Linked DNA regions of Cricetulus griseus: region 1 is linked to region 2. The links are chromatin contacts, called in public Hi-C maps. All regions are on one chromosome and are shown on one strand. The core of a region is the stretch at or near the end of the contact, and the rest is flanking DNA. Distances in the headings are between cores, read along the strand shown. Region 1 has its middle 35 kb from the start of Lmod3. Region 2 has its middle 67 kb from the start of Mitf.

The links. A called contact is a pair of places that touch in the nucleus more often than the background predicts.
Region 1: a contact with region 2 is called in a Hi-C map of liver, with 2.8 times the contacts expected there. The contact joins two enhancer-like sites. A contact is called at or near these places in 2 of 8 Hi-C or Micro-C datasets (the CHO-K1 cell line and liver).

What each region holds. Positions count from the first base shown.
Region 1 is chr8:46,634,414-46,637,152 of CriGri-PICRH-1.0, reverse strand. No RefSeq gene overlaps it. Among named protein-coding and RNA genes, the nearest start is that of Lmod3, 35 kb to the left of the region's middle. Within about 2 kb of position 1,377, at least 2 of the 6 cell types and tissues checked have open chromatin away from gene starts, as enhancers often do.
Region 2 is chr8:46,190,548-46,193,400 of CriGri-PICRH-1.0, reverse strand. No RefSeq gene overlaps it. Among named protein-coding and RNA genes, the nearest start is that of Mitf, 67 kb to the right of the region's middle. Within about 2 kb of position 1,325, at least 1 of the 6 cell types and tissues checked has open chromatin away from gene starts, as enhancers often do.

The DNA of each region.
Region 1 (2,739 bases), core at 128-2,627, 440 kb before region 2:
AATTCAAATTTAACCGGGTATTCTTTGTTTTTACTTATTCAACGGGTACCAGTAAACTCTAACACATGGCCAGTAAAATTACAACCAAGGGTAGAAAACACTGAGCCCAAATCGCTTTGCCAACCAGTAATAATATGAGGTCATGGCTGGAGCTCAGTTGGTGGAGTGCCTGCCCAGCATGCACAAAGCCCTGGGTTCTGGCTCTAGCAGAATCAAGTAAGTCAAAACTGGTGGTATACACTCATAATCCCAGCACTCAGGTAGGAGGCAGAGGCAGGGAGATTACAAATTTGAGGTCATTCTCTACTACATATTAAATGAAAGGCCAGCTTGGGCCATGTAAGACTCTGTCTCCCTCTCTTTTTTATCTTTCTCTGTGCCCCCCCACCATATATGAATGGGCAAAAAGAGTTAAAAACATGACCATTGGCATGGGTCTCAGTGCTGCAGAGCTAGCCCACATGTGTGAGGCTCTGCGTTCCCCTAGTACTGTGGCCCTCCTTCATATACCATTTTTAAAAGGCCTTGTATCAGGCTTCTCCATTGTGGGTGACTTCCAAAACTGCATTGACTATGTGACCTTGTTTTTGTTGGTGTGTCTGAACACTTATCCTGGGTTCTCATTCTTGTATCTAAAATGGGCACAGAAGACACTCAGCCCTCTTGTTAAGTGTTGGCCCAGCCCCAGGTAGGGCCGCACCTTTTGGTGTCTGAGACAAAGGCAAAACCAGTCACATCAGTCATATCAATCCTGTCTTTATTTAAAATCTTTTTTTAAAATCATAGAATCTGTGTGTATGTGTGTATATATAAATTTTGATTTTATTAAAGAGTGTGCTAAAAAAAAATCTTGCCAGTTAGGCTTGTTTGATTTTTTTTTTATCTGAGAAAATACCTTACATTACATCAATCTTTGCCTTGGCATTAGGTGACTATTAAATGTTAATATTTAATTTTTATCTTACTGATATTTAAATTTAACGCTGCTAAATGTTATCAACTCTCTTCTTTGAAGAGTCCCATTAGAATCAAAAACAAAATCTGCCTTACTTTGTCCCAGGAACTGGCAATTGCTATTTCCAAGGTCTTAAACATTATTGAACCCTTATAATTTTCTGTTACCAATTCTTCTCCCTTATAAATGCGATGATTTTAAACACAGAAACAACTTCTCCAAGAACAAAGCCAATGATCACAAGTGTTGGGAATTAGAAAGTAGAAACTGGGTTTTTTGTTTAGTTTTGTTTCCTTCCACCTGTAGCCTGTAGCACCTTGTTCATAGAATATTGAAAAGTCTGAATTCAGGCCAGGGCAGCTAGGAAATCATGCCTGCAGTAAAGCAGGAAGGCCTCTAGGTGTCCTTCTTAACCAATATTGTAAGCTCGGGAAGTCTAGCCACAGCCGAAATAACAGAAGAAACTTGGCCTAGCCTAAAAGATTCTGTTCAGATGAAGGGCTCACATTGAGCCAGCCGCCTTCTCCGTGGATGGGAAAGGCAGGACACCATCGGTGTGCCTCTTCGCTGCAGACATCTCCCTCCTGTGTGGTACTGTCCCAGCTACCCCTAGACAGAGGCTTTGGCAATTAGGTTTTTCTGGTGCTAGGTCTCAAAGAAACCCAGGACACTTGGCTGAGGTGCTTATTAACACATCAAAACAGATGCTGGCTAGCTCTCCCAGCCTTCACTCAATACCTGTGGCTCCTCCCATCCCGCCCCTACCCCAAGCCTCTCCAGCCCAGAGGCCGGCCTCCTTTCTCCCAGACTCTGATAGCTATATAACTAAACCATTTTGGTTGGCTACATGACCTCTTGGTCCTGGTTTCTGTCTTGGCTACTGGTTCCTCTCTTGGCCCGCTTTCTCCTGCCTCTCCCCCCCCCAACCCCAGTTCAGTTTGGACCCTTCCAGATGCCTCTGGCTGCTCTCTTCCCTCATATCTACAGTAAACCCATCTCCTCAACCGTTTCTATCTAGGAGAGGTCATGCCTCCCTTTTCATTCACCTTGAATCCCAGATCTACAGGACGCTTCCTCTACGGTACTGAATCGTTTTGTCCTAAGCGTTGGTTGATTCCACAGCCGCCCCCTCCCCCGGAAAAAAAATTCTAAAAAATTGGTACTTAGAACTCTTTCCCAATTTTTAACTGGCCTCGTGTGTGTGTGTGTGTGTGTGTGTGTGTGTGTGTGTGTGTGTGTGTGTGTGTGTGTGTGTTTTTCCAAATCTCACTGCCCCACTTGTTTGCTTTCTTAGGTGCGTGCTGCTTGTGCATAGAAAGGGCAGGAACTTGTCTTTGGGCCAACAGCATGACCTGACCCAGCATGAGCTAGGGAGGTGCCGGGGCGTGGGGGGAGGGGGAGGTGTCTGGGCGTCTGATTTAAGGTGGCATTTACTCTTGAGCTCTCACCGGTGTGCTTTGCCCTGGCCTTGCGGTGCAGCTGAGGCAGGAGGAGGTGGAAAACAACTTCCTCACCTTACTCAAGTACAGTCTTCCTACTCAGTGGACTCTGAGCCGCAGGAACTCACAGCTTCACAAAACTTACCTCTTCTACTGTGGTACCTGGAATCCACCCCTGAGTGCTTCCTAACTACACACTGGAGCAAAAGACTAACTTCCATGAGCTTTGGTTTGGGATTAATAATGGTGGCTTTACTGTGATGAATAAATAAGAAAAAAAATTCTAGGAGCTGGGGACATGAATCAGCGTTAGCTGTAATGATTATTTTAGTATTGTCATTTTAG
Region 2 (2,853 bases), core at 76-2,575:
ACTTGCCACTCATGGCCTTCCCTGGAATGTTGCTGTGCTTCAGATTTAAACTCAGCTCCAGAGGTTAGGACGGAACATCGGAAGGCCTACTATGAGAGGGACAAGATTATTTAGGGTGCACAATCATGAAGACCTGAGTTTGACCCCCAGTATCCTTGTAAAGAAATAAGCACAGTGGCACATGTTTATCCTCCCAGCACTGGGAAGATAGAAGTAGGTGGCTTTCTAGAGTTCTCTGGACAGCCAGCTTGAACTAATTGGTGAGCCCCAGGCTCCACTGAGATACCCTGTCTCAAAAAGCAAGGTGGTCCTTGCCGGAAGAATGACATCCGAAGTTAACTGGTCTCTGGCCTCCACATGCACACGCATGTATACACACATGTATACACATACACAAACACATATGCACACACACATACACACTTCTGCAACAGACACATACACACAATCAGTAACAATGAAAACAAGTCTTGGTTGAAGAACATGCAGGCCATACTTAACCAATGGATGGCTCTGACTGTGGCTGGGTCACATAAAACAGACTACATTATGGAAGATCTACTGAAAGGCAGATTGTAATTGTGTTGACTTCAAGAAATGTGAAAGGATTAGCCACACAGGGGAAAAAACCCATTCAACCCCCAGGGAAGGGATCTTAAAAGTCATCTCTCAAAGTGGCAACAAGATAAAGGCAGATGGCCACTTAATTGGGTTTGGGGTATCATTCATTGCTTTCCTTTCAGTCTTTGTGTATGATAATATCATGCAATGTCAAAATGTATGAACTTATGTGTGTGTGTGAAATTTTGCATGTGTATAAGCGTATACGTGTGTATAGGTCCATGTTCCAATGTATGCATATGCATGTAGAAGCCCAAAGTTGATGTTGGATGTCTTCCTCGCTCACTCTCTACTTCATTATTGAGACAGGGTCTCTTACTGAACCCGAAGCTTGCAGAGTCAGTTAGTCTAGCTAATTAGCTTGTCCCAGAGATTCCATGCCCTTGCCTCTGGAATGCTAGAATTACAGGCAACTGCTTGTGGTCCTCATGCTTTTATGCAAACACTTTATCCATGAGTCATCTCTCTTGATCTACCTTGGTTTTTGATGTAGGGTCTCTCACTGGCCTGGAACTTGCCAAATAGTCTAGGCTGGCTGTCCAGTGTGTCCCTGTCTCTAATTCCCCAGCACTGAGACTACCACTTGCCTTTTGCACATGGGTTCTGGGGATTAACCTCAGTTTCTCACGCTTGTGATTCCAGCAATGACAGGACAGGGGGTGGAGACAGGAAGCTCTCTGGGCTAGTCCAGTATCAACATTGTGACTCATATATAACTACAGTTCCAGTGGATCCTCTCCTGACCCCTGAGGGCTTTTGCACTAATATGGCGCACAGACAATCATTAAGATAAAACCAAATAAATATTTTTTAAATGGAAGGAATATCAATAATAGGTTTTTTTGAAGTATCAGCAATTATTACTGCTACAGAACAAGTCTATATCTTTACAAAGAGACCTTCTGTACCTGACAGTGTATTAGACATCTGGGGACCAAGTGGTAGAGAGGGTAAGGTGATTTCTATTTGCAGGAACTTGGGGGAAACCTATGAGCTTTTTTTCGTTATAGAAAACCTTCACAGACTTGTCTATTTGGGACATTGTCTCCCTATTATGTGGTGACTCCATTTAGATTCCTTTAATTATATTACAGGAAGCTTCTATAGCAGTAGGTTTCCATTTGACTTCTCAAAGATCCTTTAATGTTAAATATTACTCCATATATCCCCTCCTCTACCTGCTCTTCCATCCCCCTGCCTATTTAATGCTCCTAGTTTCCCCTTTATCTTTTTACAACACTGTACTCTATTTCCCCTTCCTTAGAAGATTCCCCTCTCCCACCCATCCCTTATTAACTCCCTATGGTCTATGGCTATTTTAAATAAAACACACATATCTAAAGCACAAAAGCTAACACCCATGTATAAGGAAAACATGCAATGTTTATCTCTAGGTCTGGGTTACCTCATTCAGGATGGGTGTTCCCTGCTCCATCCATTTACTGGCAAATTTCATAATTTATCTTTTAACAGCTGAATAATATTCCATTGTATAAATGGACCACATTTTCATTATCCATTCTTTAGTCAATGGAGCTGGATGCTTCCACTTCCTGACTATTGTGAATAGAGCAGCAAAGAACATAGATGAGCAATTATCTCTGGAGTAAGATGAAGAGGCCTTACAGCATTAGGTCAAGGAAGCTGCAACTCAGTGTCAGCTTGGCCAGATTCCCAGGCATTTGTGTCTGGACCAGTTATGCAAATCCTCTGTATCTGCAGTCTGGTGTGAGACTGTTAGGTGAGGATGTTAAGTACACAATGCATGCTAGTTATCATTACCATTACTTTATAAGGAAAGGTGGTATGATTTGAGTGTAAAGTGCTCCCTGCAGTTTCATGCATTTGAATACGTGGTCCTTGGTCAGGGCTCTACTTGGGGAGGTTGTAGAAACTTCAGGAGTTGGCACCTAACTGGAGGAAGTGGGCCATTGGAAATACTGATGGGGTGGAGGTTTTGTCTGTGCCAGCTTTTGCTGGAGCTCTCTTTGCTTCTGGATCCATGAAGATTTAACAAGCAAAGTCCCAGATTCCCTCTACCATGTCTCTCCTGCTGCACTGACCTGTGTCCCCTTGAACAGTGAGCCAAAGTGAATCCTTCCTCCCTTAAGTCACTTCTGTCAGGTATTTTATTATCCCTCCCACATAAGAATTTTAGTGTCTTTTTTTTAACAAAGCCCAATGTTTTCAATATTCTAATAGTTGAAAAATCCATCACTTTATGCTTTGTTT